7 separate regions of the Mus musculus genome follow, and regions 2, 3, 4, 5, 6 and 7 are each linked to region 1. Evidence: chromatin contacts called from public HiChIP or PLAC-seq and promoter capture Hi-C data. All regions are on one chromosome and are shown on one strand. The core of a region is the stretch at or near the end of the contact, and the rest is flanking DNA. Distances in the headings are between cores, read along the strand shown.

What was found. Promoter capture Hi-C pulls out the DNA fragments that hold promoters and counts their contacts. HiChIP or PLAC-seq counts read pairs in DNA pulled down with a chosen protein or histone mark. Capture Hi-C pulls out chosen DNA fragments and counts their contacts.
Region 2: a promoter capture Hi-C map of liver shows a contact between it and region 1, with 6 times the contacts expected there. The contact joins the enhancer-like site here to the promoter of Dnajc21 in region 1. A contact is called at or near these places in 3 of 39 promoter capture datasets (hippocampal neurons, liver and pre-B cells) and 1 of 9 other capture datasets (macrophages).
Region 3: an H3K27ac HiChIP or PLAC-seq map of embryonic stem cells shows a contact between it and region 1, with 4 times the contacts expected there. The contact joins the promoter of Slc1a3 here to the promoter of Dnajc21 in region 1. A contact is called at or near these places in 2 of 39 promoter capture datasets (cranial neural crest and hippocampal neurons) and 1 of 115 datasets of contacts at active chromatin or transcription factors (embryonic stem cells).
Region 4: a promoter capture Hi-C map of liver shows a contact between it and region 1, with 4 times the contacts expected there. The contact joins the promoter of Mtmr12 here to the promoter of Dnajc21 in region 1. A contact is called at or near these places in 5 of 39 promoter capture datasets (the 3T3-L1 cell line, hippocampal neurons, liver and 1 more), 1 of 115 datasets of contacts at active chromatin or transcription factors (astrocytes) and 1 of 9 other capture datasets (liver).
Region 5: a contact with region 1 is called in a promoter capture Hi-C map of liver, with 2.9 times the contacts expected there. The contact joins the promoter of Zfr here to the promoter of Dnajc21 in region 1. A contact is called at or near these places in 4 of 39 promoter capture datasets (hematopoietic stem and progenitor cells, hippocampal neurons, liver and 1 more), 2 of 484 Hi-C or Micro-C datasets (CD4 T cells and embryonic stem cells) and 1 of 9 other capture datasets (liver).
Region 6: a promoter capture Hi-C map of hippocampal neurons shows a contact between it and region 1, with 2.7 times the contacts expected there. The contact joins the promoter of Npr3 here to the promoter of Dnajc21 in region 1. A contact is called at or near these places in 1 of 39 promoter capture datasets (hippocampal neurons) and 1 of 115 datasets of contacts at active chromatin or transcription factors (embryonic stem cells).
Region 7: a promoter capture Hi-C map of liver shows a contact between it and region 1, with 4 times the contacts expected there. The contact joins the enhancer-like site here to the promoter of Dnajc21 in region 1. A contact is called at or near these places in 17 of 39 promoter capture datasets (the 3T3-L1 cell line, 3T3-L1-derived adipocytes, the C10 cell line and 12 more), 1 of 15 datasets of contacts at CTCF or cohesin (large pre-B cells), 6 of 484 Hi-C or Micro-C datasets (the Ba/F3 cell line, Th2 cells, adipose-derived mesenchymal stem cells and 3 more), 13 of 115 datasets of contacts at active chromatin or transcription factors (the 230-238 cell line, the SCID.adh cell line, acute myeloid leukemia and 7 more) and 2 of 9 other capture datasets (embryonic stem cells and macrophages).

The regions. Positions count from the first base shown.
Region 1 is chr15:10,469,189-10,471,984 of GRCm38.p6, forward strand. Dnajc21 (DnaJ heat shock protein family (Hsp40) member C21) reads right to left here and starts at 1,328. Exons shown (of 12, transcript NM_030046.2): 1 at 1,077-1,328. The coding sequence starts at 1,173.
Region 2 is chr15:12,329,132-12,331,927 of GRCm38.p6, forward strand. The region is part of intron 1 of Golph3 (golgi phosphoprotein 3); the gene reads left to right. Among named protein-coding and RNA genes, the nearest start is that of Golph3, 9.0 kb to the left of the region's middle. Within about 2 kb of position 1,465, at least 13 of the 459 cell types and tissues checked have an H3K27ac peak or open chromatin away from gene starts, as enhancers often do. A contact at or near this core is called in liver, where this site is marked.
Region 3 is chr15:8,709,350-8,712,145 of GRCm38.p6, forward strand. It overlaps Slc1a3 (solute carrier family 1 (glial high affinity glutamate transporter), member 3), which reads right to left and starts at 1,458. Exons shown (of 10, transcript NM_148938.3): 1 at 990-1,458. It overlaps Gm31340 (a long non-coding RNA gene), which reads left to right and starts at 1,677. Exons shown (of 5, transcript XR_383822.2): 1 at 1,677-1,723.
Region 4 is chr15:12,203,660-12,206,455 of GRCm38.p6, forward strand. It overlaps Mtmr12 (myotubularin related protein 12), which reads left to right and starts at 1,369. Exons shown (of 16, transcript NM_172958.4): 1 at 1,369-1,620. The coding sequence starts at 1,540.
Region 5 is chr15:12,116,440-12,119,235 of GRCm38.p6, forward strand. It overlaps Zfr (zinc finger RNA binding protein), which reads left to right and starts at 1,412. Exons shown (of 20, transcript NM_011767.2): 1 at 1,412-1,508; 2 at 1,800-1,899. The coding sequence starts at 1,472.
Region 6 is chr15:11,904,207-11,907,002 of GRCm38.p6, forward strand. It overlaps Npr3 (natriuretic peptide receptor 3), which reads right to left and starts at 1,468. Exons shown (of 8, transcript NM_008728.2): 1 at 680-1,468. The coding sequence starts at 1,433. It overlaps Gm5144 (predicted gene 5144), which reads left to right and starts at 2,319. Exons shown (of 2, transcript NR_131059.1): 1 at 2,319-2,782.
Region 7 is chr15:9,118,794-9,121,589 of GRCm38.p6, forward strand. It overlaps Skp2 (S-phase kinase-associated protein 2), which reads right to left. Exons shown (of 10, transcript NM_013787.3): 7 at 2,759-2,796. Among named protein-coding and RNA genes, the nearest start is that of Skp2, 20 kb to the right of the region's middle. Within about 2 kb of position 1,413, at least 14 of the 459 cell types and tissues checked have an H3K27ac peak or open chromatin away from gene starts, as enhancers often do. A contact at or near this core is called in bone marrow-derived macrophages, hepatocytes and liver, where this site is marked.

The sequences.
Region 1 (2,796 bases), core at 78-2,577:
AGGCAGGTGAATTTCTGAGTTCGAGGCCAGCCTGGTCTACAGAGTGAGTTCAAGGACAGCCAGGGCTACACAGAGAAACCCTGTCTCGAAAAACCAAAACCAAAACCAACAACAACAACAAAAAACCAGCTAAAAACAAAACAAAAAACCAAAATCTACATATTATACCCTCATGCATGTGACTTGCATCTTCTCGACAGGGATGAGAAAAACTGAGCTTCAACTTGTTTGCGTTATATGGCGTTTTTTCCTCCTTTAAACAAACAAACAAACACTCCAAACTTATTAGTCATTTATATGACTATCCATCTTCTGTAGACTCTGGTAAGAACAGCTTAAAGGTAAACCGAAACTATTCTTAAAACACAACTACAACAAAAAACAGGTAAACCAGTCACGAAGAAAAAAAAGTATGTAAAATCACCCATGCCTGATGGCAATGGACAGTAATCCCAAGTAATTGCATGTAATTTACTTGGTAAGGTGAGGCAGGACGATCACTCGTTCAAAGGCTACCTTGGCAACGTAGCGAGAGACCCCATCTCAAAAGTGATTCGTTAAAAAAAAAACCAGGGGCGGTGTTGTGGATGCTGGAGCGCCTGGCAGCAGGTGCGCGGCGCTGGCTTTAATTCCCAGTACCCAGAGAGGCGGGATTGAGCCTCGGGACTCCCAAACAGACGGGGTTCAACTCCGAAGTTTCGAAGCCTGGTAGATGAAGAGACTTCGCCAAAAGTCCCGCAGACCCGTTTCACAACCACAGCAACCATGCCGGGGAAGCAAACTCCTAAGGAACCTCGCCCAGGTCTCCCGCCGTGGCAAACTCGTGTCCCGTGCGGGGCCGGGTCTGCGGGAGCCTGGGCATTGGGAAGGCGGGCGCGAGCGGGCCTGTTTAAAAGCCTGTCCCCCGGCTGGCCGGGCGACGTGAGGGGCCGGCAGCCCGGCCGCAGGAGCCGGAGGCGGCTGAGCGCCGAGCCCGCTTCCCCTCGGCGGTGCGGGCAGGGCCCCGCCGTCCCCACGGCGTGCGCCCCGCCAGGCCCGGGGTCGGCCGGCTGGGTCCCCGCCCGCCGGTCACCTACCCGGGTGCCACCTCAGGGCCAGCTTCCGATAGGCCTTCTTGAGCTCCTCCTCGCTGGCGTCGCGCCGCACCCCCAGCGCCTCGTAGTGACACTTCATGGCGGGGCTGGACACCGGGCCGGGGCCCGGGGCGGGGCCGACGCCCGGGCCCGGGCAGAAGCCGCAGCGGCGGCGCTGGCTGTCCTCTCCTCCGGCGGGAGCCCGGCGCCAGCAGCCCGCCAGCCAGCGAGCCCGGCGGCGGCGGCGGCAGCGGCGCGGGGTGGCGGAGGCGCGCGGCGGTGGACGACGCGGGCTGCGGCACGCGGGCGCGCGGAGGGGGCGGCGCCGACAGCTCCGCATGGGCGGGGGCTGGGCTGGGTTCCGGGGGAGCGGCGCGCCGCGGAGGCGGGGCCTGGGCAGGGGAGGCTGGGCGGGGGAGCCACGCCGAGAGTCATTGTGAGGGACACAGTAGGCTGTTTGGGTGGCACTCCTAGCCGGCCTGAAGGCAGGGCAAGGTAGGCTTGATAAGGAAGTAGTTTGGGAAATACCTTCCGGACCTTCGGATTAGTTCTCTGCAGACGAGGCAACTGGAGCTTCAAGGAGTTAAGTGCTGAGTTTCAGCCAGAAGTTCGTGGTGGAAACACACCGGGATTTACCATCTTTTCAATTCTCTTCAGCTACCACTTCCTAGGATCTCTTAATTCCCCCCCCCCCCCATCTTGCCTGATAATGCATAATAAGGGACAGTAAATAAGGTCATTGCCTAAATCAGTTTTTAAAGCATCTTAAAGGTAGCGTACCAAAAGCCAGGCTAGGTGCCCGGTATGAAGAACACAGCTTTAATCCCAGCCTCCACCCAGGAGGCAGAGGCCAGTTTATTCAGGAATTCCGAACCACACCTTCAATTATCTGTGAATTCAAGGCCTGCTTGAATAATGAGTTAAATTCATGATCCTGTCTCTGCTTCCCAAGTGCTGGGCTTACTGGCCTCCACAGCCAGACTAGGTTCTTTTACACATATATTAAGCAGAAAATGTCCACATCATAACAAGTACTCTTCCTAAGAATAAGTCATAAAGAAACATCAACTAACCAGTGTTGTGAAATGTCTTAACATCCAGCCTTGCTAAGACAAGACCTTAAAAAGAAAAGAGGAGCTAGGCGGTGGTGGCACATGCCTTTAATCCCAGCACTTGGGTGGCAGAGGCAGGCAGATTTCTGAGTTCAAGGCCATCCTGGTCTACAAAGTGAGTTCCAGGACAGCCAGGGCTATACAGAGAAACCCTGTCTTGAAAAACAAAACAAAACAAAACAACAAAAAGTTTATATAAAGCATTTCCTCTCCTGAGAACTTTCCTTGATGAGGGTGGGGTGGGGTGGGGGTGGACACATTTTTTTTTTCTTCCTCCCTGTGTGCTTTTGTTTGCAAACTCTAGAAGACTGAGTTGCCTGACTAGAGATGATGTTTCATGCCTGTGATTGCCAGCAACTGGGAGACCAAAACAAAAATGATTGCCATGAGTTTAAAACCAGCTTTCTGATTTAAAAAAATAAAATAATTTTTAAATACATGTCTTTTTTTTTACAACCCGCAAAAACCTGTTCCTTTACATGGAAATATTTAATAAAAGTTAAGATATTTATATGACCTAAGAGAAACCTGAGTGCTGAATGACAGGTAGATAGATAGATAGATAGATAGATAGATAGATAGATAGATAGATGATAGATAAATGGACATGA
Region 2 (2,796 bases), core at 215-2,714, 1.9 Mb after region 1:
TAATGAGCCAGCATGTTGGTTCTAGGAACTAAACTTGGGTCTTCTGCAAAATCCGGTGCTCTTAGCTACTAATCCCCCAACCCCCCAGTTTCAGTTTCTTATACAATTGTTAAATAATTTTATACCATTTAAAACAAAAAACAGAAATTACATGTATTTAAATTTAGTTATTGAGTAGGATTTGCCAGTTTTTGAGATTAAACAAGTTTAACTGGTAATTCGTATTTTCAGTTAATCAAAATATGTCATTCATGTATCAGTTCCTTTGCTAAGTGCTGAGGTTTCTAAGATTTTTAGCTTTTTTTTTTTTAAAGATTTATTTATTTATTTATTTATTACATGTAAGTACACTGTAGCTGTCTTCAGACCCTCCAGAAGAGGGAGTCAGATCTCATTACGGATGGTTGTGAGCCACCATGTGGTTGCTGGGATTTGAACTTCGGACCTTCAGAAGAGCAGTCGGGTGCTCTTACCCACTGAGCCATCTCACCAGCCTAGATTTTTAGCTTTTAAGGGACAATCAGTATACATAGGAGACAGCACTCCAGATGATTTGGGTATGATTGGATACCAACTTCAGAGAAAAACAGAAGGTGTAGACTAGGGACTAGAGAAGAACCCTCAGATCAGGAGCCATGGGACTATTGTCCTAGTTATATTTCTGTTGCTGTGATTTAAACAAATAAACATCACTAAAGGTAATTTGGACAGGAAAGGATTTATTTCAGCTTATAGTTGTAGTCTGTCATAAAGGAAAGTCAAGATAGAAAATGTAACCAGGCACCGAAGCAGAGCCCACAGGGATGCTGGCTTGTTCCTGGCTTGCTCAGTTACTTTCTTATATATGCAAGACCACCTGCTGGAGACGGCATCACCCATAGTGGGATGGGTCCTTCCACATCAATCATCTATCAAGAAAGTACCCTACAGGCTTGCATATAGGATAATCTTATGGGGACCTTTTCTCAATTTAGGTTCTCTCTTGTGGCTGTAGTTTGTGTCAAATTGACAAAGTAACCAACACAAACTACCCATGGTTTTGACTTGTAGCTTTGTCTTTTTTGACTCCTCCTTGGGAGAACTAGACTAAATGTTTTTGAATTTTTAGACCTCATTGTTTCCTGGGCAAAACAGACCTCTATTTGTGGTCTGTCTCATAACCTGTTATAGGACCTAAGGGCTAAAAAGGATTTAGAGCCGGGCGTGGTGGCGCACACCTTTAATCCCAGCACTCTGGAGGCAGAGGCAGGCGGATTTCTGAGTTCGAGGTCTACAAAGTGAGTTCCTGGACAGCCAGGGCTATACAGGGAAACCCTGTCTCGAAAAACCAAAAAACCAAAATAAATAAATAAATAAATAAATAAATAAAAATTAAAAAGGACTTAGGCTGAAACAAATGCTGTTGGCTGGCTCCTGATACTCCCTCTTCTTCACTCTCTTTCAGTGCTGAGGGTCAAACTCTGACCTTGAGCATACTAGGCAAGTGCTCTGCCACAGAGCCCAGCTTCCACTATTGCCGTAAGTTCCTGACCATCCTGGACATGATAATTTAGTGAATATTTGACTCATTCAGCTACTTACCTATGCCTTTTCACTGAATCAATCTGTCTCTGTGCCTCTCTCTCTCTCTCTCTCTCTCTCTCTCTCTCTCTCTCTCTCTCTCTCTCTGTGTCTGTGTCTGTGTCTGTGTCTGTGTCTGTGTCTGTGTCTGTGTCTGTGTCTGTGTGTGTAAAAAAGTATCCCCCTCCCCTCTGTTTTTTTGTAATCCCAGACCATCTGGGCTAGGAAATCTGGAAACCTCAAGTATTTTGGTTTCTTTTCCCTAGATGTAAGCCCAGAGTCTGTGGTTGTTTCCATTATTTCTCTTCTCTGGAATACTGTTCACTCTCTGGAGGTATCAGAAGCCCCAAACTTCAAAATCAGTGACTTCTATGGCAGCTGTGTTGTATAAAGTGATGGGTGTGGTTGGCAGGCAGTAAGTCTTATTTCCTTATGCCTTCTGTTTCCAGAAGAGAAAGCTTGTGAGGAGCCTGGCCTCTTCTGGCCCTTGTTGTAATCAGTTCTTCCCACATTTTGATCATCTTATTTCCTCTTTGTTTGGTGTTTTATTTTTTAGGGAAAGAAAATAATCTTTATTACTTTCCAAGGCCAGAATCTTCACAGAAGGTGGCTAGGGCAGGTTTCTACAACCTTTAAAAATTATTTAAGAAAATATCTTCTGTATTTATTTGTATGTGGATGTGGGGGGTGGGGTGCTGTCTGGAGGTCAGAGGACAACTTGTGAGAGCTGGCTCTCCTTCCACCATGTGGTTTCTGGAGTTACTATATATTGGGGTAGCAAGTACTTTGACACACTGTTTATTATTGGGACAGGGTCTCCAGCACCCTTGGCTGGCCTCCAGCTCTGTGGCTGAGCGTGTCCAGGAACTTATCATGATCCTTCTGCTTCTACTCCTAGAGTGCAGTGCCAGGTTGGGATTGCAGGCACTTCCACCATCCTTGGTTTATGTTTGTACATCTGGGATAGGCAAACTTCCCAGTTGAGCTAAATCTCTAGCACTGGTCCACAGACCTATAAAAGTATTTTGTCATTAAAAAAATAAATATATGTATGTATTTATGCATAGTGTAAATAACAGCAGTTAATGAAAAAAAAGGCCATGTGTTTGAAACAGAGCAAGGGGAGTGTATGGGATGGCTTGGAGGGAGGGAAAGGAAAGGGGGAAAGATGTAATTGTATTGTAAATTCTAAAATAATTTAAAGAATTAACGTAATTTTATTTGTGTGTGTTGTGG
Region 3 (2,796 bases), core at 208-2,707, 1.8 Mb before region 1:
ATGAGCCAATTAACTTGTAAATACGGCCATAAAAAGAACACAAGTGCCCAGGTGACAGTAGAAATGCAATTGAGGCTTTTACAGGGAAACCTTTCCTGTGAAGTTAGCATATTGCCCTGGGCACATCTATAAATGATCTAAAATCACAATCCATTTTCATATCATTAGAAGGTAGGAGCATGAAGCACCATCTGTGTTCAGGGCAAACCCGCAAGCCATGCGAGGAGGAGACCTTCACTGCTGTCTCCGTATTTTGAAATTTAGGATTTTGGGGATAGAGGAGGAGAGAAGCCAGCTTTCATTCCAAACATTACAGCGTGTGGTTTCTGGTTTCTTTAAAGTGCTCTTAGGTTATTTAAATACAAACGCCTAACCATTTTCCTTGCTGGCAATCAAGGGCTTCCTCCTGCCGCTGTACATGAATCCTAAGCCCTAGACTTTGGCGATGATCAGCAGCGCCTGTGGACGTGTGTATCTGGCAGAGTCGGAGCCAGCGTGTGCATCTGTGGGGGAGGTAGCTGCAACTCGCAGGCTTTCGGTAAATCCAAGGTTGGAAAAAAAAAGACTTAAGAGTTTTGACTTTTAAATAAAATTGTAGGTTGAGATCATTGATAGTAAGACCTGCAGTGTATTTAATACTTTACACTAGATTAAAAGTTTAAAGAGGGGGGATAAAGAGAGGAGAGTCCAGATTTTTTTTAAACTAATAATTCTGATGTCCTTAACCCGCCAGTTCCCCTTAAAGTACACCCGTTCAATCTTGATTTTTATTCTAGATCTCGAACGTCCGTCTACTCCCCCACCCCCAACCTCGATCGACTGAATTTCAAACCCAGAGAGGACTGGGCTTGCATAGTTAGCACACGCCGGCTGCTCTCGGTCCGAACAGGACCTTACCTACCAATATGGCTAGCTTTACTCCGGCGCTCAGCAAACAGAAAAGTGGGACGCAAAACTGAGCCCCGCGGGCTACAGAAGGCTGCGCTTACCTTTTCTGACTCTGGGATGGGAGGAAGACACCCCGGGCTACGTGGAGGTGAATTCCCCAGCAGGTAGCTCGGAGTAACAGCTTAGCGAGCGGCGGAGCAGGCTGGCCCTGACAACATGCATGTGCTCTGAAACCGCCACTTACTATCAGGCAACTTAAGAAAAGAGGAGGAGCCTGTACTGGGGAAAGGGGGAGTGGGAAAATGAAAACAGCAGGAGGAGGGGGGAGCCCGAGCTCCCCGGAATATTGATTAATCTTGGCACCACAGAAGCACGCTTTATGGCTTTGTTTTGCTCCGTAGACCACGTTCACGCCTTGTTAGTTCACTTATATTAGAAACGCAAAATCAGGACCTGAGAGAATCGAAAACTAAAGCGCTCACACACATGGACGCTGGAAGTCCGGATTAGAACGTCTGGGAGACTTCTCCAAGGCCACGTTTAATTACCTCATTTCAGGTTGCCTCCCCTTCAGGGGACGTCAGAGGGTGTTCTTTTGCCTGCTCACACAACTGTTGTAGCACCCCACCCCTTTAGCATTGGGGACATAACTGAAATTTCTTGGAAGGATCCTGAATACAATTAAGTATAGAGAGGAGAATGCTTACTGCCGCCCTCTCAACTTGTATAAAGTTACTCAAAACACAAGGTGAGACATGCCCCTGTTTTACAGTTTAAAACTCCAATATAAGGAATCTGATTGGGCTCTGGCTGCCTGCTCTGCGGACAGAAAAAGGTAAGAAACACAAAAAAATCAGGATCGCTGCCAAACTAGAAAGTAAACTCTGTTTTAAGACCAAGAGTGCAGATGCACACTCATGACTTCCAAAGGTAAGCTATTCAATTGCTTCCGTTTAAAGAATGCTGAGTGCCCCCATCCCCGTTTTCAGGAGTTAGAAAGTTCTCTTGGTTTTTGTTTTCTTGTTCTTTCTCTCTCTCCTTTTCTGTTCTCTTCCTCCATCTCTCTCTCTCTCTCTCTCTCTCTCTCTCTCTCTCTCTCTCTCTCTCTCTCTTTCTCTCTCTTCCTTCCTGTGTGTGTGTGTGTGTGTGTGTGTGTGTGTGTGTGGTGTATAGTTGGCTGGTTAGTTGGGTTTTGGGTTTTCAAGACAGGATTTCTCTGTGTAGCTCTGGCTGTCCTGGAACCAACTCTGCAGACCGAATTGGCCTTGAACTCAAAGATCCACCTGCCTGTCCCTGCCTTGCAAGTGCTAGGACTAAAGGTGTGTGCCACCATACCTAGCTTTTTGCCATTTTTCTTAAAAGGAAAACGGACTGCACAAATATACAACCTGCAAGTTAAAAAAGGAGTTGTTGAGAGTGACTTACCCCTCTCTCCTCAGTTTTAAGAACTTGTTGAGGTGAAGGAAAACGGCTCACTAGAAACATGAAAACACACCCAAGATCACAGCCCACATTCTATTTGCTGGTTCCCTAAGATCCCCACGCAAAGTCTGCTCAGTTTTCGTGTCTGTCATCCAAACACCAAAATATGTCATTTTGTTCCTCATTAGCAAATCCAGGGAGCTATGTTTTAAAAAAAAAAAAAAAAGTTCCCTGCCAGACTTAATTGTTCATGTATGTGCTTTGGAACAGCTGCTAGTTGGAAAGTAATGGTTGGTTGTAAGAGTGCCTGACCTGTCAAATTAGCAGCAATTGTAACAACTTCCTACCATAACACTACTTTAACAATTTAATGAGAATCTTCGGTCTCTTGTCAGCCTCAGCCCTCCGTGATCTTTTCTTTCCTCTTGTCCCTCAGATCCCTTAGCATCTGCATTCGATTGCTTAACACTTAATTATGTGCTGCCT
Region 4 (2,796 bases), core at 119-2,618, 1.7 Mb after region 1:
ATCACATGGGGGAGGGGGACGGACACAATCAGAAGAGGGTGGCAAACCAGCTGGTTTTTTGGTATTTAAAACGTTTCTTTTGTTGGCTCCCATTCCTGGGAAGTGTACAGACCCAGAGACAGTGTCAAGTTTTCAGAGTCGTATTACAACAGGGCTTGACCTTCAGCAGATGTTAAAGATCAGGGTGATCTAGTAACACTTAACGTTAGCTTGACGGCCGGCAGAAAGGGACATTTGCTTGGTGAATTTCTATCAAAAGCCAGCATTTCTGTTTATGGGTTGGGTCAGATCCTGGAAACAAAAGCAACAGAATCTGTCTGGCATATCGGAATCAGAGAGGTCACCTCTCCTTCCTGGGAACCAACGTGGAAAAGCACAGTTAATTGCTAGGTTTTGAGAGGAAGGTCTTATTTGTGATCTAGGTTGCCTGGGGACTTCCTAAGTAGTCCGAGCTGGCCACAAATTCACTATCTTTCTGTCTGGCCTTCCAGGTGCTGGAATAGCAGGTGTGCACTAACCACCCTTCCGTGTCACTTGTAGTACTTAGTTGGGAATTTTAAAAGAAATACAAGGGGGTGGTGCAGTTGGTCAGACTAAGGCATAGCAAGGTGCCTGACACTTGAAAAATTAACTGCAAATGTTTATTGGCTTTTCACAGTAGATGGAACAACTTCGGGTGAGCTGCATCGTATCTTATTCTTCTAACACAATGCTCCACAGGGAGAATTCAATTTGGTCTTGCTCACGCGAGGCAAGTGCCCCAAAGGTGGAATTCAAATGAATAGAAATGAATAGTGTGTGTGTGTGTGTGTGTGTGTGTGTGTGTGTTTTATTTGCTATCTTGGCTTAATATGAGAGGTTTGTCGATAACTTGGGAGAGCAGATAAGTCTTAAGGGCTTTTGATATCTTACCAGTTAGAAACCAAGCGACAAACAAAAGAAGTTTGAAGTTGAACACAACATTTTACGTCACTTTAGTCAGTTCCTATCCGCTCTGTCTCTCTTCATTCGTCTAAAGTCTGAACGTCGTCGGTGTGGTTTTGAAGCTTCTGCGGAGGCATTCTGTTCAGCAAGCTGAATTTCAAAGCTGCTGGCCAGTAAAAGAAGCAAAATGGGTAGAACGACTTGCCCGCAACAACTTAGCGACGGCAGGACCATTGGGCAAATGGCGACATTCTCGCTAGCCAATCGTGGGGAAGCCCGGAGAGAACGCTCTCCGCATTGGCTAGAGCAAATACCTCGGCCAACAAGGGGTGGGCGTGGCCAGTCCCATGCTGTGGGCGGGACCTCAGCCGGAGCAGAGCGAGCGGCGGTGGGCGTGTCCCACGGTCGCTAGGCGGGGCGCGTGGCCTGGGCGGAGCGAACGGTGTCAGCGGCGGAGCCGGATGCGGGCGGTACTGCTGCCGCCGCCGCGGCCCTAGGGATGGGCGGAGCCCCGGCCGCTGGTGCTGGTGGCCGCCGCCGCTGCCGGAACCTGAGCCGGAGCCGCCGCCTCTGCTGTCGCCGCGCTTCGGCTTCGTTGCTTCGCAAGGCGGCGGGATGCTGGGGAAAGGGGGAGTCGGCGGTGGCGGCGGCACCAAGGCGCCCAAGCCCTCCTTCGTGTCGTACGTACGCCCTGAGGTGAGAGTGCGCCGGGCGAGCGCGGCGGCGGGTGGAGCGGCCGGGGCAGGGGCGCTTCCTGCCGGGGTGCCGGGCGGGGCGCTCTGGGGCCTCCCGGGCTGGCCGCGGCCCGGACCCCTGCGGCAGGCCGGGCAGGTGCTGGGGCAGGGCCCTGTCGCTCGCCACCGCGCCTGTGGGCGGGAGCCGGAGCCCGGGAGGTCCGGCGGCTCCGGCGCCCCAGGTATCCGGGAAGGGAAGAGAAAGCTTGCGTGGTCGGGAACCCGACGGGGTTCCCCCGGCAGCCCGCAGCCCGGTGTGTGTGCTCTGCCCGGGACTTTTCTCCGCGAGTCCTGAGAGTTCGTCTCTGTCGCGGGTGGTGCACTGCTTTGCGTCCGCGCTGCTGTATGTGGGTCGGCCTTGGCCTCTTTCGGTGTCTGCCCAGAGCATCCTCCTCCCGCTTCTTCCCATTTCATCTCCCCCCTTCCAAACTGCAATTCTAGTCGAGAAGTGCATTCACTCGGGAAATACTTTCTGCGCTCCTACTGTGTGCCAGGTACGATCCTGGAAAGCTTGTGCTAAGTATCAGTGAACAGAACAAAGATCGAGCTCCTTGGGAGCTTATGTAAAAAGAAACAAACAGTCAACGATATGCGATTATTAATTGTATAGTACTTAGAAGATGGTGGGGACAAGGAATCCTTTCATTCTTGCAAAGGTGGTATTTCAGTCAGGACGTTAGAGGACGTTAGGTCTAGGTAAGGAGTCCTGGACGGCCCCAGGGAAGGCTGCCAGTTCTGGAGTTCCGTGAATGAGGAGGACATTGAAGAGATCAGAACTAGAGCATGTTGAAGACTTCTGGAGCAGTCGTTCCTTACCTTTTAGTAGACTCCTTCTCATTTTCGATTTGTGAAAGTTGTGTGCGGTTTTTTTTTTCCCTGCTTTTGCAATTTTGTTTGTTTGTCTCTCGATTATGTAGCCTGGCTGTGCTGGAACTCACTATGTAGAGCAGTCTGGCCTCGAAGTCACAGAGCTCTGCTTGCCTCTGCCTCCCGAATGCTAGAACTCAAGGTAGTACGACCATGCCTAGCTTCTGCAATCTGTCTGTGTGCAGGTAGATGCTCTACCAAATTTACTGCCTCCAAATGTCTTCCCACTTCTCACTTGCTAAGGTGGAAAACAGGTGGGCCTGAAATGAGA
Region 5 (2,796 bases), core at 162-2,661, 1.6 Mb after region 1:
AACTAAAGGAGAAAGAGAGAGAGAGAAGAGAGAGAGAGAGAGAGAGAGAGAGAGAGAGAGAGAGAACGATCGCTAGCTCAGGTCATCTCAGCTCCATCCCTAGCAGTAGAAAAGAAATGGGCGGGGGGGGGGGGGGTGGAGGTGGGGGAGGTGTGACTGAAAATGGCCTGAGACAATACAGAGATAACACTAAAGCATCTGTAATGAAGACACAGTTGCATGCAGTAAAGAACTATTTATAAAGTATTGATCCTGACCCAGGGAGACCTGGCACTCTTTTGAAGCTCAGGTAAGGAGTGAATAGGTGGGTAGTTTCTATTTTGAAACACTGTCTCCCTCTGTAGTGTAGGCAGGTCTAGAACTCTGGGAAATCCTCCTGTCTCAGCCTCTCCAATGATGGGATTTATAGGTGTATGCCCCTCTACCCAGGAAATCTAAGACTCTCACAAAGACATTTGAACTGGTCATCCCCGCACTCAGTTCTAGCCAGAGTGACTTCCTTGATACTCTATAGACTTCTCCACTGCCCTTCCTCCAGGTAGCTACCTGGGTGGTTTTCTTGCTTCTGTCAGGTCTCTATTCCAGGGCTTGCCCTAACCGCCCGAACTCCCCTTATCTTCATTGTCCTGTTTTTATTCCTAATACTCCAGTCCCACCCACCACATTTTCTATGTTTTTGGCTCTAGTGTGTCATAAGACTTCCCAGAACAAAAATTCCATGTGAACAGGGATTTTGTTTTGCTCCTACAACATGTCACGTTTCGTTTCTGGCATCTACAACGCCCAACACCTTGTTGGGGGCCGCCAACATGACCCTGAAAGGCTCCTTGTCTGTGAGGTGGGGCGGGGTCTTGGCAAAATGTGTGACCCCTGTGACAGGCAGGGTTCTGGGCAGATGCTTGGTGCAGCACTTCCTCTGCTCTTTTCCCCCCCATCGTTGTCTCCTCCCCTTTCCAAAGGCCAGTGACAAGCAACAGGAATTAGGCCAGCTCAAATGTTAATGGAAATTAAAGGAGAGAGGAGGGCTGAAAGAGAGAACAAACGCAGCCGCAAAAGTAAAGGAAACCGGTGAAAAAGTAAGGCGGCGAAAAGGCCAACAGACGTCACGCTATCTGGTCACGCTGCCCGACTCCCCCGCGGCCGAGCGAGGCGCTCTTCCTCCGCCTTGTAGCCTCCCTGCAGCGGGTGCGAGTCACCATCGCTTAGGATAAGGCCGGGCCCGTAGTCCCACGAGAGAACCCCACATCCGCACCCCAGAAATCCGCTCCTCGGGGGGCCCTGCGCCAGCCCCCGGGTGGGGGGTGGGGGGGTTGGCGCGGGGCGTAAGGACTACATCTCCCAGGATGCATCGCACTAGCGCGCTTGCGCGGTGCGGCCGGCGGCGGCGGTCTGTTCTCCGCTGAGGAGGAGTGGGGCAGAGGAGGGAGGCAGCGGGTGAGAGTTCAGAGTTCAGCAGCAGCAGCCCGAGCCCATGATTCCCATATGCCCTGTAGTTTCTTTCACCTATGGTGAGTCTAAATGTGGCCCGTGGAGGCCTCTGCCATGCCCTGCCCCGGCCCTGGGCGGCGGGTAGGCGCGGGGGTTGGGGCCAGCTCCGGGGAGGAGGCGGCGGCCGCCACCCGGGCGTGCGAGTGAGTGAGGGAGTGCGGGGAGGGAGGCGGACGGCGGCGCGGCCGCGGTCCCCGCCGGCCAGGGCGGCTTCTCACGGCCCCTTTTCTCTCCCTTGCCATCCCTCGGCACCCCGACCCCTTGACGGCTGCCCTCCCGCCATGGGACCTGACTCTCCGTGCCCGCCGCAGTGCCCAGCCGGCTGGGGGAAGATGCCAAAATGGCGACCGGCAACTACTTTGGATTCACCCACAGCGGGGCGGCGGCGGCGGCGGCTGCGGCCCAGTATAGGTAACGGCTCCCCGCCTTCTCCCTTTTTCCTCTTCCCTCCGCGCCCCGCGGTCCGGCTCCCGCCGACGCTCCGGCCCCGCGGCCGCATCCGCCCCCGCCCCCGCCGCACCGCCCCGAGAGCCCGGGTCCCCGCGGCAGGCGCGGCCGGGAGCCCCCCGCACCCTCCCCACACCCGCCCTTCCCTGCCGTGTCGCACTCGGCCTCCGGCTCCGGCGGACAGCGGCCCCCGGAGGGGCCGAGACGGGGGAGGGATGACTGCGGAGGGGTTGGGGACGTGGAGGGCCTTGGACGGCCCCGGAGGTAAAATGGCCTCCCGCGGCCTTGGAGCGGAGCCGAGCCGCCCGCTGCGGCCCCTCGGCTTCCCGGGTCCCCGCCTCCACCCTGTCACCCCCCCACCTCTTATCTTCCCTTTGGCTCGGGGAATGGAGAGAGAGTGAGCCGAGGGGCCTCGCGCGGAGTGCGGAGTCAGCGGCCTCTACCGCGACGCCCCCGGAGCCCAGATCACACAGCAGGTCTTTGTCGGTACCTTCCCTTGGCCCTGGGTCCCCGACGCCACCAACCACCCCCCTGCCCCCAGCCCCTCAGATTAACTGCCACTTTGCCAGCGTCATCGCCTCCATCTCATTCCCTTTGGGTTTTCTTGCTCGCGGAGATGTTAATATGCCAACCACCTGTGAATCGTTTAGCTGTTAGACCGAAAAAGATGTGCGAAGTTCCTAGGGTAGATGATGCGTGTGTAGCCTTTGGAGCCATTGAGGACGGCTCCAAGTGGACCGGTGGTTCTCCTTTGAGGTCTTCCCCCCTGCCCCTCGCCCCGCCCGGGGAAAAAGAAAATGCCAGTGACTGTATACCGAGTAGTTGTGGTGCCTGGGATGAATCCTCTACCTCCAGATAGCT
Region 6 (2,796 bases), core at 218-2,717, 1.4 Mb after region 1:
GCTCCGCCCAAGCCCAGCTCTGCGCGCGCTTTCAGAGGCTTCGAAGCCCAAAGCTCCCGGGGGAAGTGAGAGTCGCCTGAATTCAGACACGGCGACGCACTTCTGGTGCTTGTATCGAAGCTTGTAAGACACTAGAAAGGGCATGGAAGGAATCTAAAAGGAAGGCTTTAAAAAGAGACCTAGGGTCAGTGGAAAGAGCAGCCAGGGGAGCCAGGAGATGCGTCCCAACCCCCAGCTAGTCAAGAAGCTGCGAGACTGCTGGGGCGTCCCCAGACGCTGTGGCCCTGCCAGGGGGCGCGCGACTGCAATGGACAGAGTAGGGAATTCCTGGAACTCACGGGACTCCGGAGCTGTCGAAGAGGGGGAAAACCCTTGGTGTTTAGCCACACCTGTCATACCTGGGATGGCGCTAGCAAGCGGCTCAGACGTTCCCTCGACTGGCCAGATCCACCTCCCCGAGACTGTGTAGGCACACCCCTTCCACCGCGATGGGCTATCCTCCACCCGTCCCTGGATCAGGCAGCTCACACTTGGACAAGCCCCCGCGCGACCTCCACGGGTCCTTGGGTTACGGGGAAGGGTGGGGTCTGCAGAAGATTGACTTGGTGGGGTTTGGGGGAGAGCCACTGAGAACCGCTGAGTCAGAGCCAAGGACCCCCCTGGTCCCGCTCCCGCTCACCTCGCTCGCTGCCTTGGATGTAGCGCACTATGTCGTCCAGGTCCAAGTCTTTGGTCTCGTCGAAATTGTAGGCAGACGTGTGCAACCCCTCCTCCTGAAAAACCTCGTGGACCCCCTCGAGGGTGAAATAACAGTTCCTCTCGAGTTTGTCGTCGCTGTAGACCAGGGCTGCACGGCTCCAGTGGTGGTGGCGAAACAGAGCGAGCATCATCTCTCCCATCTTGGCGTAGGCAGGCGCCACGCGCGTGAGGTGCGAGTATTCCGTGTCCTTGTGCTGGAAACCGGCGGCCAGCGCTCCTGCGGACAGCATCGGCAGGTCCCAGTGAGACGCCAGCCGAGCCACCGGCGCCGCCGCGTACTCGCACACGGGCCCCAGGATGAGATCCGGCTTGGCGCCGCGCGCCGCCGCCACGCGGTCCACAAGACTGAAGAGCGCGCGGTTGCCGCAGTCCGAGTCTTCGTAGGCCACCTGGAAGCGAGTGCCTGGCGGCAGCAGCTTCCTCCCGGTGCCATTGCCCTCCACGCTACGCAGCGCGTACTCGATGGCCGGCCTCACCCGGGCCAGCGAGAACAAGTACGAATCGTCCCGGGGCAATAGAACAAGCACCTCGATCTTTTGAGCCGCCAGCGCCTCTCTCGCCCGGCGCCTGCTGCCTGGCCGGGTGTCCCCGGCGCCGCTGCTCGCGCCGCCAGCCAGCAGCACCCGGGCCAGCAGCACGCACGCCGAGAAAGTGAACAGCAGCAAGGACCGCATCGTGTTGCCAGCAAGCGCTCGCCCTGGCCGCCGGCTCGCCCTCTGCCCCCCACCCACCCTGCCCTTTTCCTCCCAGCTCTTTTCTTTCCTCTGTCCCTGCGCCCCCTTGGGCGCTCCAAGAAAACAGAATACCCCCTTCAGTAACTCGCCAAAAGATAGGAAGATTCCTCTACAATGTCCCTAGGTTTAAAAAATAAAAAAAAAAATTTTAAAGCAAAGAAAGAAAGAAAAAAGTTCACAGAATGTAAACCTGTGCGTCTGTAATATACATATAGACTTATTATCAATATATATATTCTCCCTCCCTTTGCACATAGGCTATTTGGCTTAGAGGTGGCTTCTTATTTGGGCGTTGCTAAGGTTGCGTTTGAAGGCCTTATTTGTAAAAGAAAAAAAAAAGTTAAACTTGTCCAAGTGCTTGTAATTGACGGTGCACCTCCTTCGCGTTTGATCCCATTGATTCGCGCGGCTTTCTGGATCCATAGCCGGGGTTTAAATAGCGTGGCAGCGGCGCAGCGCGTTACCACACATGGCGCGCCGAGGCCGGGCTTGTCTCTGCAACGGGTGGGGTGGGTGGGGGTGGGGCGGGGTGGGGGCTGGGCTGGGGGAGCCTCTCATTAACATTCTTACATCAGGGCTCCTCCCCGCACCCCTGGCCTACTCGCGGTTGCCGGGTCCCTAAGCCCCACTAGTTGCCGGTGCTCAGATTTGGCCCAAAGCCGCAACCGCCCACGTCTACACCCGCGGGAGACCTCGCGGCACAGCGTTACTCTAAGGTCCCCGCCTCTCCCTGGCTCCGCTTTCTCCAACCCCAGGATTAAAAAAAAAAAAAAAAAAAAAAGTGTATATATGTTTGAAAGAAATGAGTGCGCGCACATACACAAAGCACACACTCATACACACACACTGCAAAAACGAAGGGGAAATGTTTCTCCAAATTGGTGGCTTCCTTGCAAAACTCCATAGACTCTCACCTCTTTTCTTGATCTGGCCACGTTCTGTCTGGGTGCGCCCAGTCCTGTCCCGCACCTGACCTTTCTGGTCCCTGGAGCAAGGTCGGGGAACAAGGAACAAGGTCCTGGTGCAGGAAAATTCATTTGCAGAGCTGGTAAGCCCATCTGGCCTGCACGGTGTCGCACCGCTCCTTCCCCCACCCGGCGTGGGTGCCCTCCTCCCTCTGGGCTGCTGGGACACGCTAGAATCACAGTGGGCGCAGCGTCACCGTGTCCCAGTGCGCAGCCCCTCCGCGGGGTCACTGAGACCAGAAAAGCGAAACTTGTTGCTTCCGATGTTGGATAAATGATTCCGCTCCAGGAAGTGTCGCGGAGCTTGAAAAGCATCACCCTAAGGTACTATTTGCTAA
Region 7 (2,796 bases), core at 163-2,662, 1.4 Mb before region 1:
GTTACTTCCTCTTCATACCCAGTCTGCTGTCACCAAATCCTGTTATGCCAGTCCCAAATGTGCTCAGATCTGATCCTTTTTCTTAGCACCTCAGCCATTACCACCCTAGTTTCCTAACTGTCCTCCCTGTTTGCCCCTCCCCCAACACCCCCACCTCCAGCCTTTTCTCAATGTGGCACCAGAGTGCATAGTTTCAAGGGTAGGTCAGGTCACAGCACTGCCTCGCTCAGCATAGCCACAGCTCCTTCCTACTGTGTTGGCGGCCTTACCTCTGCTACCACCTCATACCAAAGGCCTTTGTACCCATGGTCCTTTGCTCCACCTCATAGGTTAGCTCCCACACCAAAGGCCTTTGTACCCATGGTCCTTTGCTCCAGAATGTTCTCCCACAAGCGCCTACGTATTTCTCATTTAGATAAGAGGTCTTCTCTTTGGTCACCACATCTTGCACCAGAATGTCCTTCCACAAACCTCTATGTATTCAGGTGTTTATAGGATCAGAGGTCCTCCCTGGCCGTTCTATACAAAGGCAGTCCCTTCTTGCTACAGGCGACCTACCCACTCCGCCTTACTCTCTTCCCTCCATTCTAGCTTCATTCATAGCATTCAGGAAGTCTGCTCGTGGTGTGTCTGTTTTGCTCTGTGTATTTTTATATCATCTTGATTTCTGAGAATAGCCATATAATTATTCTATAAGAATATAAAGTGTTTAAAGGGAAAAATGTCGAAGTACCGCATAAGGAGTGATAGGAAATCAAGACATGGCTGCAGTTTTACAGGTCTACTCTGCCTCTCTGTCTGAAGACAGGCACCTGCAATGACAATGGTTCAAATGTAGATCTCAGACCACTCATGAAGACCAATTATGTTAGCCTGACAGATCTTTCTTCTTCTCAAGCCCCAGACAAACAGTTTCCAAATACAACCTAAGTGTTAGGATGCATTTCAAGATGTTTGGTTCACATCTTTTTAAACATAATAAGTAAATTACCTCTCCCCAGGGTGAGCTAATAACACGCTCAAGACACCGGGCGGGGTTGATTTTAGTACCTAAATTGATTTGGCTTCATGCAGCTAGATTGAATATTAGCCCAAGGCTGAGCTATGGAGTAACAAGAACAACAAGAACAACAACAAACACCATTCCTTTTGCAACCTCTTAGCTGTACAAATTAAGACTCTCAGTGTTACACACAGAGCACAAAAACAGCCAAGTGTCAGCTTGACCAACACTATGGTTATTCCCCACCTGACTTGAAACGCCTGTGTTCACCCACATTGTCTTTTAGATGAATTAAAAAGTTGAAGGTGTAAATGCTAACTTATCAGGTTTCTAGTTGGATTATTCAATCCTAACAGTGTTGACAATTTTGCTGGATTTCTGTGCTGTTCAGCAGCAGTTCTGGCTGCTGACCACTAGATGGCAGCAGCACACCTGCCCTGAGACTGTCAAAACCATTCCTTTGTAAGCAAAGCTTGCTCCTAGATAAAAGCCACTTCTCAGTCAAGGCATGCTTTTGTATCCCTGGGAGAATGACTCCAGGTTCCCTTTTGGATGCTCAAATCCAAGGGCACTGAAGTCACTATGCACATCTTCTTGTCTGCTTACTTATATCTAATATGATGTAAATGCTGTGTGTTACACTCAACTGATCAGCGACTCATGCCGAGAAAAGTTCTTAGATGTTCAATACAGATACAGTAGTTTTTCCTGATTATTTTTTGATCTGTTAATGGTTGAATCTGGATACAGAACCCATAGATTGAGAGGGCTGACTTTATTGTATTTACCTACATTTACATTGGGGTCTGCATAGTAATTTTATTTTAGTAAAACCAGTTCTTCTGGGCAGTGGTGGAGCAGCACTTGGGAGGCAGAGGCAGGCAGATTTCTGAGTTCGAGGCCAGCCTGGTCTACAGAGTGAGTTCCAGGAAAAAACAAACAAACAAAACACCAAAACAACAACAACAACAACAAACCAAAAACAAACCCAAAAAACAAAACAAAAAAACAGTTCTGGGACTGAGGAGTTGGCTCAGTCAGTAAAGTACTTGAGTTTGATTTGTAGCATTTGTGAAAAAAGAACAACAACAACAACAAAAAAACGAAAAACCCCCCAAAAACCTAGGCGGCATAGCATTTACCTATAACCTCAGGACTGGGCAAATAGATGCTTGCCTGCCAGTCTAGCAATATCAATGAGCTCCAGGGTCACTGAGAGACCTGGTCTTATAAAATAAGGTAGAAGGACTCAAAAGGCGGAGCTGTGGCTGAGAGCACTTGTTGCTCTGGCAAAGGACAGGAGTTTGGTTCCTAGAGCACACGAGACAACAAGGGGTCTGTTAACTCTAGTTGCAGAAGGTCTGATACCGCTACAGACTCTGCACACACATGGGATACAGGCAGAAAACCCACACATACAAGGAAACATTAAAAAAGAAACATGGAGAACTACTGAGGTGGTCAGTCACCCAATGTTGACCTTGGTCTTCAAGTAGACACACACACACACACACACACACACACACACACACACACACACAGAGCTTTAAAGCACTCGCCGTCTAGGCCCTGGACTCACAGCTTGCTCCCAGACCAGAAGCTATTTGCCTTTGCCTAACTCTTCTGATGAGCAGTCCCTCGGCTGAAGACCCAGACAACCGGTACACCGGACTAAGGGAGACAAGCAGGTAGCCTCGGTGGGCCCTGGTGGGCCACCATAAAGCCTCGGTGGGCCCTGGCCTAAGAAGCTCTAACCTGTTTTCTGGAGGTTCTTTCGGTAGCCGCTGAGGTTC